Linked DNA regions of Sus scrofa: region 1 is linked to region 2. A link is a contact called in public Hi-C data. All regions are on one chromosome and are shown on one strand. The core of a region is the stretch at or near the end of the contact, and the rest is flanking DNA. Distances in the headings are between cores, read along the strand shown.

What was found. Hi-C and Micro-C count contacts between places; a contact is called where the count stands out from the background.
Region 1: a Hi-C map of retroperitoneal adipose tissue shows a contact between it and region 2, with 1.9 times the contacts expected there. The contact joins two enhancer-like sites. A contact is called at or near these places in 5 of 47 Hi-C or Micro-C datasets (embryonic fibroblasts, heart right ventricle, mesenteric adipose tissue and 2 more).

Annotation. Positions count from the first base shown.
Region 1 is chr14:123,898,124-123,904,724 of Sscrofa11.1, reverse strand. All of the region lies in intron 1 of HABP2 (hyaluronan binding protein 2), which reads right to left. Among named protein-coding and RNA genes, the nearest start is that of HABP2, 7.4 kb to the right of the region's middle. Within about 2 kb of position 2,509, at least 21 of the 83 cell types and tissues checked have an H3K27ac peak or open chromatin away from gene starts, as enhancers often do. A contact at or near this core is called in retroperitoneal adipose tissue, where this site is marked.
Region 2 is chr14:123,745,388-123,752,380 of Sscrofa11.1, reverse strand. No RefSeq gene overlaps it. Among named protein-coding and RNA genes, the nearest start is that of HABP2, 150 kb to the left of the region's middle. Within about 2 kb of position 3,025, at least 16 of the 83 cell types and tissues checked have an H3K27ac peak or open chromatin away from gene starts, as enhancers often do. A contact at or near this core is called in retroperitoneal adipose tissue, where this site is marked.

The sequences.
Region 1 (6,601 bases), core at 1,260-3,759, 150 kb before region 2:
ACGCCCAAGTCCAGGCGATTGCCTCAGTGATGGCTCCTTAAGGCTGGAGATGAATGGACGCTTCAATCCTCCAGTTACTCCTCATTGTCCTTGGCATAAAATACGGACCCTTGCCAGGACCTATAAAGCTCCTCCCATCCCCCTCTCTCCTGTTGTCCCTTACTAAAGTCTAGCCACATCTGCGTTCAAAATGGCACTAGCCAGGCTCTTTCCACCTCAGGGCCTTTGCACTTGCTGGACAGGCCGTTCTGCATAGAAAGCTCTCCTCCGTGACCATCACTAGACATCATCTCAGCTTAAATGTCATCTTCCCCGCCTCCCCATCAATACAACACACCCCCCATTGTTTCGTCTCTGCACCCATTCATTTCCTCCACGGTCCTTATTTCAGCTTGTAGTTTTCTATGTGTTCATTTGCATGTTATCTATCTTTCACATCCAAAGCTGCCCTCCAGTAATTTGAGGCTCTGGTCTGTTTCATCACTGTGCATTCACCCAGTACTGAGCACAGCGCTTGGCACATGCCATGCCTGGAAAAGTTTTGCTGAAAATATGATAGGAATAGTTTTGTTTTGTAGAATGCAGTCCTTACCAGGAAAAGAATGTTTTATTCATTTAATAGCTGGAATATCTTCTTTCCCTTAAAACAAAGGACTTTGAGCCCAACCCAGCAGCTACAGCAGCTACATTTTTGTCAATAACATTTTATTGGAGCACAGGCACCCCCAACTGCTTACGTGCTGTCTACGTCTGCTTTGAGGTTGCAATGACAGGGCAACTGTGAAAGAGACAGTGTAGTGCCCAGTTGTTCTTGTCTGATGCTTTACAAAGTTTGCTGACCTCTGACTTAAAAATACAAGAATTCTATCCCTCGACGGCGTTCGCTCTGGGTCTCCGCCAGAAAGCTGCCATCGGTGAGGTGGATCTTCCTGGTACCCAGTCTAGGCAGTTTGGTATGTTTGCTTCCTCTACCCTCAGCAGACTTTTTTTTTTTTTTTTTTTTTTTTTTTTTTTTTTGTCTTTTTAGTGCTGCACCTGTAGCAAATGGAGGTTCCCCAGCTAGAGATCAAATGGAAGATGTAGCCGCCGGCCTACAACACAGCCACAGCAACGCAGGATCTGAGCCATGTCTTCAGCCTACACCACAGCTCACAGCAATGCCTGATCCTTAACCAACTGAACAAAGCCAGGGATTGAACCAGCAACCTCATGGTTCCTAGTCGGATTCATTTCCACTGTGCCACAACGGGGACTCCTCTCAGCAGATGTTTTAATTTTCTCTTTTACTGCAGCCTCTTCAGCCGTCTTTGGGTAAAATGGTAAAAAGAAAAATACATCCCACACGAGGGCACAAGATCCACCTGTCAACAAGATCAATTCTGGACAAAACTGCTCATCTTGCATCACTTGTAGGGAACACAGTGGATCCAAGATGTGGGCTTTCTACAAAGCAACTAGCTTAGGATTGTCAGTGTCATAAAGACAAAAAAGATGGGAAGACTGTTCTTTATTAAATAAGACTAGAGAGACATGACAACAAAATGCAGTGTGGAATCCTAGGTTGGATCCCAGATTTAAAAAGAAAAAAAAAAAAGGCTTAAAGGACATTATTGGGACAAGTGGGGATCTGAATACAGACATGTTAGAGATTATTAGTGTGTCAATGCTGAATTTCTTGACGGTGATAACAGTTCTGTGGTTTTATGGGAAAATGTCCTTATCCTAAGAAGATGCTAAAGCGGGGAGGGTCATGGCTGCAATTCAGCTGTAAGTGATTCAGCAAATGACCAGCCAAAAAAACAAGCATAAGAGGTCACTTTACATAGAGCTCACAACAGAAAGCAACCATGGCACACGCTCAGTGTTGCATCTGTTTGTGTGAACGATAGTCCATGTACCATTCTTTCCACCATTCTGGAGGTTTGACGAATCACAAAATAAAAAGTTGGGGAGGAGAAAGTCATGCAGATCAAGCAAGAGAGGCCACTTGTTGTTTAAATTGTGTCCGTTTAAAGGCATCACAATTCCCTTTTGCCCTGTTTCTGCAGGAGGTGAGACGAGGGGTGGGGTTTTTTTTTTTTTTTGGTGGTGGGGTGATGGTGGAGAAGAGTTGGCAGAGGAGGGGGCTTTCAAGTCTAAGGGCATCCCCGGGCCTGGGGAGCTTGAACAGGGGATGTTTGACCTTGGCACTTTTGGGCTTGAGTGCCAGGCAGATTTCAGAGAAGGGACATGAGGGGCCCCTCAGGACACCTGTCACCCCTCCTTCAGTCTCACCCTTGTTGCAGCCAGTCATCTCGGCCGTAGTTCTGGTCCTTTGCCCTGCCTCATCTTCCCTCCATAGAGCTTGTTGGAAGGGCAGGGCCTGGCCCTCTCTACCTGTCTTGACCCAGCCCTCCAGGACCTGTGCCAGGGCCAGAGCCCCAAATCTTAGCTAGAAATTGAAGCCTGTGGGACAGACAGATGCTGTGCTGCCCACTGCCAGCAGGTGGCAGACGTGCTCTTCCCAGCAGCCGGAGCTGGTGCTCGGAAGGAAACCAAACAAAAAGAAAGCAGGACCTTCTGGGGCTTGGGGGTGGGAGCTGCAGATCCCATGGGCTCTCAGGGAGTCTGAAGCAGCTGCTGCCCAGCTGTGCAGCCTGAGCTGCATGTCAGGGGGCCCCAAGGCCCCAGCAGGCCCCCTCATTTTGTGAATCACTGGATCCACCCACAGAAAGAGTTTGTGGTGAAATGTGGAGGCTGGCAGCCCAAACCCCAGGCTGGATATTGGGGGACCGTCTGGGAAAGCCAGGCCTCTGGCCAGTTATTTGTGCCAGATCTCTGGACCCTGAAACTAACTTGGGTAATGGCCCAGGTTGGGGGTGAGGGGTAGACACAGTCTTTGCCTCCTTTCATTCCATTATCCCATTCTGTTTTTCCCCAGAGACGGAGAAATAAGAACTTCTAGTCCTGGGACTTGCAAATCCAAAGAGGAAGCCCATCGATGCGAAAGGAGGAGGAGGAGGAGGGGACAACTGTGATCCCAGTTCACCTTTATTAAGACCTGACAGGTGCCAAGGACTGTGTTAAATGCTTTATGTGCATTTTGTCTCATTTATTGCATACAATCCTTAATAACTGGATTATTGATGAAGTGCCTTTAGAGGTGAGAAAACACCTTTGCAGAGATTAAGACAAAGTAGCCCAGCTAGTAAGTGCTGGAACCAGGCTAGAAGGGAGGCAGTCTTATGCCAGAGCCCTTGCTGTGAGTGATGAGGGCAGCAGGCACGCAGATGTGGCAGTGAAAGGATGGCGGAGAAGGAAACAGAGAGGCAGGGTATTGAGCCAGGTGAAGAGACTGGGCCCCTGTTCTTAGAAAGCTTTCTGAAAGGCCTGTCCAGACTAGCCCGGGCTTGGCAGACACAGAGAGGGCCACTAGGCCCCAGGGACAGCTGGAGAAGGTACAAAAGTCAGCTGGAGGAGTTCCTGTCATGGCGCAGTGGTTAACGAATCCGACTAGGAACCAGGAGGTTGCAGGTTCAATCCCTGCCCTTGCTCAGTGGGTTAAGGATCTGGCATTGCCTTGAGCTGTGGTGTGGGTTGCAGACGCGGCTCAGATCCTGCGTTGCTATGGCTCTGGCGTAGGCCAGTGGCTACAGCTCCGATTCGACCCCTAGCCTGGGAACCTCCATATGCTACGGGAGCGGCCCAAGAAAAGGCAAAAAGACAAAAAAAAAAAAAAAAAAAAAAAGTCAGCTGGAGCCTTAGCCAGTCCACTGTCACCAACACATCCCAACAAACGTCTCCACCCGGATCAAAAGGCACACGAGCCACGGCCTGCTTCTTCTGCCCCATTCACTCCTCGTCTCAGCAGGGCTGAGCGGTCACAACTGCACTCACTCTTCCTAGACGGCTGGAAGCAGCTGCTTCTTACACATGGGGAGGTGGTTGCTTTGCAGTAGATTCAGAGAGACCTCTCTAGATGCCACTGCTGGTCCATCTACTCCACAGTCAGGCTTTCACAAGGGATCTGTGCCGTGGACTTTGGCCTTCCCTGGTTAAGAGCAGACCCTTGGCAATGTCAGTCTCCCCACCAGTCATCAGGGAGCAGGTTTCGTGATCTTTGGGCTCAGGAGGGTTGGAATAGAGGGCAGGGAGGGGCAGAGAAAAGAATCCTGTGTCTGAGTCTTACTGATTTGCAGCATAATCTCCTTGGGGTGCGTTTTCAACCCTCACCCCAGCGACTCTGCCCTCGGCCACACTTGGTTATACCGCTCTTAGGCCAGGGACGTTGGAGAGACATCATCGCACCTCTGCAAATTGTTGAAACCTGTTTCCCCAATTACAAAAGAATTCCCTTAACCAACCCAATGTTTGATTCAAGGGGATTTGTCTGCTCAGGGGGCAGCAAGCACTGCATTTGCAATGGGCTACTTTTTTTTTTTTTTTTTTTTTTTGGTCTTTTTAGGGCCACACCTGCTAAAGCATATGGAGGTTCCCGAGCTAGGGGGCAAATTGGAGCTGCAGCCGGTGCCCTATGCCACAGCCACCAGAACCTGGGATCTGAGCCACGTCTATGACCTACACCACAGCTCGCAGCAACACCAGATCCTTAACCCACTGACCAAGGCCAGGGATCACACCTGCATTCTCGTGGATACTAGTTGGGTTCGTTACTGCTGAGCCACAACAGGAACTCCCACAATGGGCGACTCTTTAGGCAAGAGCTTGGTGGTAAATATTGGTACAACTGGGTCATCCCAGGAGCTTGGCGGGAGGGGGTTGAAGGTTAGGAAGCGAGGGCATCCAGGAAAAGGAGATTGGATAAAAACAAACCCTCGTTTCTGGATGTGCTCATGCACCTGGGAGCCCCTTGAAAAGGTAAGTGAACAAACCAAACCAATGAGCGGCTTGGGGTTGAGTCTGAGGCCCACCACGTGGACACAAGTGACATCATATCAAAACAGTGTGAGAAAGTCATTCCCTTCTGGGTTTTTGTGTGTGTGTTGTTTTGTTTTGTTTGGCCCAAACCACTGCAGTGATAGCACCAGGTCCTTAACCCCCTGAGCCATAAGAGAACTCCTCCTCTCTCAGCTTTCCTGTCCTCCCTTCCAATCCCACCACCAAGACAGACCAGGGCGGTGCTGGTAAGTCCCCATCCTCCACCCCCCCCAACTCCCCCACCCCGCTAATCTCCGCCCACCCTCCCACCCCCCAACCAGGAGGGAGCTGGTTTCAGCACAAGAGCTGCAGCCAATTAGAATCCAACCTCACTGTTTCATTTTCTTTGATTTCCCATTTATAGCAGCGACTGTTTGCTTTAAAAATAAATCTATTTAAGTAGAGGGAAATGTGCCTATTAACAGAAGCATTAAGGAAACTTGTTGGGACTTTGACAAAACTGCTGGAGATGGAGTCATCTGTGACTAAAGGTTAGAAAGCATGGAGTGAACTGTTGAGCCATCTAGCAACACCAGATTCTTCTGGTGTTGGAAAGAAAAGCTACCCAGATTGTTGAAGGACCCTCCTGCCCAAAGCTGGAGCCTGAGGCCACTGCCTTTTTTTTTTTTTTTTTTTTTTTTGGCTGCACCCACAGCATGCAGCCCCTGGGCCAGGGATCAAACCCGCATCTCGGCAGTGACAATGCTAGGTCCTTAACCCACGGAGCCACCAGGGAACTCCAATCACTGCCCCTTTTGACACCTTCGATCCCACTTTGAAAGTCTCAGTCATTTCGGGTCGTGCCTGCCTCGGCAACCTCTAACACAGTGCCCAAGTGTGAATGGGCATCAGGCAGACCTGTGTTTGAATCCCAGCTCTGTAATCTCCTGGGTTGGCCACTGGGACAGATGATTTACTTTCTCTAAAGCTTAGTTTCTTATCTGTAAAATGAGGATGACACTGGTCCTTACCTCACAGAGCCAGGGGGAAGTTTCCCATGAGATAAGCATCACAGAGCACACAATATCTTACACATGGTAAGGACTTAAGAAACTTTATAAATACTTGCCGCTATGACGATGATTACAATTCTTAGCCACTGCCATCCATGACTTGAAAAAAAAAAACTTTTTTTTCCACGTTGTGGTGTGATCGACGAGAGCTCACTCCGCACAAAACTTCCTGGAATTTGTTTGCCGGGTCACAAGCACGTCACACCAACCCCCTCCCCTCGCTTTTCCTGGGATCCTTGCCAAGTCCTAAGCCAGGAAACCTTGTTATATTAATTATGAAGAAAAAGCATGTTTTATTTAAAATCCCGGCTGCCGAATATTCTGCCGTGCTGTTTCTCTGTGACAGCAGAATTGCCTTTGCATTTAGGAAACCCTAATGAATTTAAAATATAAATATATCTGTGCCTATATACACAGGCGATTTCCTGCGACCTGATTTCCCTAAATACCAGCGTCGACCGCCAAAGCTAATGAGCTGGACTTGGGCTTAGGATCCGTTTTGTTGTCGGTGTTGTTTTTTTAATCTATAAGAAGGTGCAGTGCAATTCAGTCTGTCTCTTTTCCATAAGATTCTGAATGGGTTATGGCAAGAGAAGGGCTGTTTCCCAGGCCTCAAAGACAGCCTGACCTTCCAGAGCAGAGCATCGAGGCTTTGAAAAGGGTGGTCCCAG
Region 2 (6,993 bases), core at 1,776-4,275:
TCTACAAACATCTCCAGACTGGCCCAAGATCCAAGTTAAGTAAAAAAAAAAAAAGCTTCAGGCTCTTCTCTGGGACCATGCAGCGACACCTTTTTGGGTGGAATAAAACATTATCTAAAATAATTTCATTATGATAGGAGGGGGTTGGGAGAAGTGTTAAAAAAAAAAAAAAAAAGTATGGACAGGAAGAAGGAAACCCCCACTGTGACTGATGGGTAAGCCAAGAGGGTGTGGCCAGGGAGTAAGGTTGGTAATTTGCAGTATTTGTACATTTCAGTAGTGTTTGAATTTCTTACCACAGATAGGTATTATTTTATAATAAGAAATTACTGCTTATTGCTAGGCTGGCTAGAGGGTGCACCCTATAGAACTGGCCCTCCGCCCTTCTCAACAGGGAAACTAAATTTTTCCTTAAGTCGAAGCTCAGGCTGTTAAAGGACAGATCCTAAGAGTTCTCATCACAAGGAAAAAAAATTTTTTTTCTTTTCTTTTTTTTATTTTTTTTTTTTGGTATCCATATGAGATGACAGATGTTAACTAAACTTATTGTGGTCATCATTTCACAATATATGTAAGTCAAGTCATTCTACTGTACACCTTGAACTTGAACAATGCTACATGTCAATTATATCTCAGTAAAACACAGATGGTTTAAAAAAATACCCAGCGCAACTGCAAATCCCTCTAGGAACCCCTTCCAGGTGGAATTCATTATCTCTTCTTTTGCGATCCAACAGCACTTCGTACCACCAGTGTTACAGCACTTCATTAATTCAGCCTTTCATTTGTTCATCTCTTCAACAGACGCACTATGAACAAGGCCCTGGGGGAGGCTCTGGGGAGCCCAGATCAGGAAGATGGGCAAGGGGCCTGCTTGCTAGATGGACCTCCGGTGGAGGAAACAGACAGTGACCCCTGAGTCCTGGATTCCTTAGCTGTCCTTGTCTTGTGGGCTCTGATGGAGAAGAGCCAAGAGAGCATGCACTCGAGAGACCTGGTATCAGCCAAGAGGCCTGGGAAGACTTCTCTGTGTACAAGACCTTTTGGCTGGGAACTAAGAGATGAGAAACATTAACTAGGTGAAAGGGGCGGGAGGAAAAACTATTACAGACCTCGAAGAGCTTTTGTTTATGTGGGTTATATCTATCAGTATTTACCAATCTAAAAATTAAAATTTTTAAAAGAGTTATTTAAAAACCACTACAGTATATCCATTACATGTTAGCACAACATTTTCGTGAAGAACGTGCTGTATTTTCCAAAATAGAAAAGTAGTGAAAAAATGGCATCGTTTTATATTTTTACAAATCTTTTCAATGTCTGGCTTAATAGAAGACAGCTAGACTCTCACGTCTATTTCTGCAGCCAAAAAAGAAAAAAAGAACGAAAGAAAGGAAGGAAGGAAGGAAGGAAGGAAGGTAGGTAGGTAGGTGTAGGAAGAAGACCAGTCGAGGTTTTTTGTTTGTTTGTTTGGCTGCACCCTCAGCACGTGGAAGTTCCCTGGGCCAGGGATCAGACCCATGCCACAGCAGTGACCCGAGCCACTGCAGAGACAATTCCAGATCCTTAACCCGCTGCACCACAAGAGAACTCCCAAGACCAGGTGAGTATGGGGCTGAGCACCCAGGCAGGCACTGCAAAGAGAAGGAACAGAGCTCACCAATGAAATGAGAAGGGGACCCAGAGGAAGGGCTTAGACAAGATCAGAGAAGCAGGCAGGGGCCAGATCGGGTGATGCTTTGCAGAATACAGGATGCTCTACCTTCCCCTAAAAAGAGTTAAGAGCCACTGAGAGATGCAACCCAAGGACTCCATTGTTTTCTTCTCTGTCTTTGTTCACCTCCACTTTGACACACCAGCTCCCAACTGGCAGCGCCTGGCAGTTAAGGGGAACCTAATCATTATCGGTTGGACAGTTGAACCAAGTCACCCTAAAGAGTACAAGCGGAGCCCACGATTCCGCAGCCCACTTCTCTCTGCTCCCTTTTGTCTCCCCCAGTTCAAGCCTGCGGCTGAGATGTATAAAATCCACACAAAGAAGGCACCGTTAGCCGTGAGGGGCAGAGCTTCCGCCTCACCGTCCTTCCAAAAAGTTCACAACTGGCTTCAGAGAGCATCATCCTGACAGGTGAGACACACGGACCAAGGCGATTTGGGAGGAGTAAGCATTTGCCAAAGGCTGTGCGGTGAAGCCGAGGCTGCTCTGATCACTTCTTGGCCAGCTGTCAAGGGCCGGGCTCCTCCATCCCCTGCCTAAACCACGTATCTAGAAGCTTAATTATGTGAATTTTGCTTTCCTTTGGCGCAAAGAGAGTAGGTGTCAGGCATTGTTCCTGCTGCACAGAAAGGAAAGTGTACTGGAACCATCCTCACCTACGGTGAACATCGGAGCGGTTGGATTCCGCAGCTGCAACCGAGTGCTTTTTATAGAAAGGGAAGTCGATTGAGAAATCATAAAAAATTAGAGTTGGGAAGGACCTCTATGCTCACCAGGGTCAGGTCCCAGGAGCTGCTGTCGAATTGTTCCCTGCAGGGAAGGGTCTAATGTTTTGTCCACTCGAGTTTTAAATATCTCTACCCATAGCTCACCCCTGGGGACGCCGCTCCACAGGGCGATAGATCTTGCTGTCAGGGCTTTTTTCCTGCTATTCAATCTCACTTTTCCTTTCCTCCACTTCATCCCATTTGTCTTTGGCAGTGATTTAGACAAGCGTGTGCTGACGTTTGAAAACAAAAAGCCCTGTCTTTGCCTTCAACTTCGTTTTCCAGACCCTTCTACCTATGGAAAGTTCGAGATCTCTGAGATCTGGGAGGGAGAGACAGACAGCCAGAGAGTGGGAGGCGGGCAAACAAGCTGATGTTCTGCTTCCTTCTGGAAGAGGCCATTTCCAAGGGCCACACCCAGAGCCTGAGCCTCCAGGTGGACAGGAGGGATCGTGAGTGCCTCAGGATGCAGCGTATCCAGGGCTGACTCTCAAAGGCAGAGGGGGGACAGTCACCGGGTTTTCTGGACGGCCCAGAGTTTAACAGCCTCCTGGTGCGATGGCTGGGACAGAAGGTGGCAGCAGAGCATCAGGCTCTGTGGTCCCTGTGGCTGACACAGCCAAGTCCCAACTCCTCCGGATTCGAAATCCTTTAACTGGACCGGCCGGGAAAGCTGCGCTTAGGCCAAGAGCAGACTTTGAATCAAAGCTCTGGCCAGTCTTTTAAGACAAATCCCAAACTGTCAGAATTCTGTGAGCACAGTCCATTTTCTCCCCAAGAACATCCTGCAGCCAGAATTTAATCCCAAGAATAACTTCAGTCCTAAACAGAGACGTTGGTCCAAGCTGATCTAAACGCATAAACTTGCCATCTGTCTGGTGGTGCGCAAATTTCTGTGTTTCAGAAACTGGGGGCTAATGCATTTTCTTTATTCTTTCTAGCCCCAAGCTATTTGTTTCTGCATTTGTCCCTGGTTTTCTGGTTTCCCTTCACTCGACTGCTTACTTATCTGGTCGTGTTTGCATGCAGTCCTGCCGAAGCAGAGAGCTAGAGAGTAAGCATTTCTGACTTGGGGCTGGCCTCCTGCTGGGGAACCAATTAAATGAACTACCCACCAGGGAGAGTGTGATATTTTTTATTACTTTCTAATTTCGGGCCCTGAAATGGCTTCAGTGATCAGAACATTCTTCTGCTTAAGAACCTAAAGGAGCCGGTGCGATGATGCTTTTGATTTGGATTTCATTTATAATGGTCCATATTCGCCAAGCATCCTCCAAGGATTTCCGTGGGGCCTCAGATTCTTGAAGTGGGGAAAAAGCAGGACAAAGAAAACCACAACAAAACTTTCTCCCTATTTTACCTTATCGCACTGGAAACCACCAGCTACTTTGGGAAAGTCTTTCTTTGAGAAGTCGGGTGAAGGGAGAAAGAAAGAGAAGAATTAGCACAAAACAATTTCTCTGGATTCTAAGTCTATTTAAACTACAAAAGTAAATCACAATCCTGCCTCTTTCTCATTACTGAGGGCCTGAGAGCAGGGCCTCTGAAATGCTCTTTAAGGTGAAAGGAAGAGTTGCATTTTATTTCTAAATACATTCACAGGAGTCCGCCCCCACCCCAAAGGTTCTCACTGCTGTTTGATTCACGCCTCTTTTTCTTTCTTAAAGAGTTAGTGCAAGAGGAAAAGGGAAGACATGAAAAAGAGGTGGGGGTGGTTGGGGGGTGGGGAGGGCTGAAATAGGTTCTAACGAGGAAGAAGGAAATGAAAGTCCAATTCTCCATGAATATCTGAATTTCTATTTATTTATCTTTGCAACAGGAAGGATGCCTTAAAATCCAGCTTTGCTCTTGGATAAAATCAAATACTAACAACCCAGCAAAACAGCTAAAAGCCCAAATTATAAGCTGTTTCAAATCCTTCCCACTTTCCACGGGGTCTTGGCTGAGGGGCTTTTTTCTTTTTTCTTTCTTTCTTCCCTGGCTTGCTTGCTTAGCTAGAGGTAGTTCTGAATGTTTATCTGAAGTATCTCCCTAATATTCTGAGGGGACTTTTCTCTCGAGCAAAAGCTCCCCTGAAAACAGGGGCTTGTTTCAATTCCCATTAAATTTTGCTCCGTGTTGAGTCTTTTACTAGTGAATGGCTTTAGTGACACTGACGACAAAAGCTGACATAGATACCTGTGCTCAGTGACAACTTTTATAAAATGTGATTCAAAAATTAACATTTATAATTTTATAATAAGCCAGCTACCACATTTGCTATTATAGGGTGATCTGTTAAAACTCCTTTCCTACTTTTAAATAGAAGTCCCAGAAGAGCAAAAATGTTTATCTTTATTGTTTATAGCCCTGTTAAGTACCACTTTATCATATGATTTAAAATTCAACAATATAACTTAGCAGTCAGTATTTATTTACGTAAAGAAAGGGTAAGTGTTTCTTCAGAGTTTGTCTAAATTTAAAATCAGAAACCAAATCACCTCTCGTTCATTCTTTTTCTTCCTTCTTCCCTCTCCCTGCCTTCTTTCCTTCCTTCCTTTCTTCCATTCATTTTAAAACCCAGTAACTGCATATTGTTGGGTCTAAAAATCCCATAAAAATTCAACTTCCTTCAGGAACAAATAGCTGTCAATTATTTGAAAAGACCAACTTCAAAAATTTGACATGTCTTTCTGGAGGATATATATCTTTTGAGTGAAAAGGCAATGTTCCAGATCGAAATATAGTCCAGGTCTACACTGGCAAAGAGAATCAAACTAATAAACAATGGATAGAAACATGAATGCATGAATGAGGGGATACTCAGGCAGACATAAAGCAGAATCAAAATACTCAACACATCCAGTTAATTCACGAGGTTGGCCTACAACTGAGCCAACACTCACTGGACAACCTTCTACAAGAGACAACAGATTGTTAGCCTCTGGGAAGTAGCACTATTTTAATCAACCAATTTGGCATGTTGTGTTTTACAGTTTCTAAAATTAACACGGACTCCAAATAAAAGCACGGCCGGTGTGGAACTATATGCAAAGGACACCGTCACCTGGTTGCTTTGACTCTGTTCTTTATCAGAATAAGCTGCCTTGTTTGTCCAGCCCCATTTTTGAAGACATGATTCATTAACCAATCTGTCATTTTGTGTCGGTAATGACTGACTTTTCCAGGATTCTCATTTAAAATACGAGCTCGGTAGGAGTCCCAAAGCGGGGCGCTGGAGGAGGGGGATGGCGGAGGCGGAAGGATGGAGATTCCATAGGTAGGATTCAGTATTGCTTGTAGCTACAGTCCTTGCTACAGCAAAGACAGCATGTGGAAACAGTGCCAGGTTTTCCCTTTGCATTGAGCAAAGCTAAATTCTTCTGGGCTTGGCTGAAGAATTTTCTTCACAATAACTGCATGACTTGTGAAGCTGACTTCTAACCAGATGCTGGGCCCAGCGTACATCGATGTTTAACTCATTATGCTCCTCCAATCTGCCTTCTTCTCCAACCCATTCTCTTTGGGAGGGTAAAAAGGAGTGAGGGTTTCTTTGTAAGTCACTTTGATTTCACACAGTTTGGGTGAACAGATCCATGCCACTCCGAAGAGAAATAAGTGGGGAGGGGAGGGAGGAGGAGAAGGGAGAACTCAAGGCGGATGATAGAAAAACAAGCCAAAGAATAGTTAAGGAGGATGCATTTTCCCAAAGAGACTTCTGGTTGCCACCTAAACTGAAGCCATCACTGAAGCATTCTTGCGGCAGATGCTTCCTGGGGGTGTGTGTGCTATTTTCAGAAAACACATCCCATGAAGGCCTTTGCAGGAAGCAAATTCAATGTCAAAGGAGCCACAACAGATACTTAAAATTCTGTCTTTCACACCCTGCCTGGCCACTTAAACATGCTTATTAAAAATTTCCTCCGTCCTCTCTAACATATACAACTTTCCAAGGCAAAGAATGACTTTTTAGAGTCTCGGTGTGCCCATAAAATTCTGTCTCGGAGAGTTTATTAATAATCATAAAAACATCAGTATCCATCAGGATCACTTCGCAAAGGGAGAGGCAGCTTTTCCTAAAAGTGTGCTCAAATTGTCTAAGACCGATGTCGACATGAAAAGGGGGTTAACCTGATGCTGATGATGGGTCAACCTCTCCGCTTCCCTGTTCACCAGCAAGGACAGGCCGGCTGGAAGCTCAGGCAAGCCTGCTTGGTCGGAAGCCGGCACCCACGCCTGCCACCAGCAGCAGGTCCCCATGGAAGGAGACGTTCCGACCAACCTCCACAGCCGCAGACTGTGTATTTATGCACAACACAGGGGGCAGGGGAGGGGAGGGGACTGGGGTTCAGCACTACATATTTTTTTATGGCATGAGGCTGTGTTTCTGGGGACTTTGAGAAGTCCAGGGTGAAGTGCTTTAAACGGTTATTTGATGAATCCCCAGCCAGCTCTAAGCATGGCAGGACAGCCCTGGCTTGTTGATGTCGATGAAGAGCAACCAAAGTAGCAAACAGTGAAATGATGCCT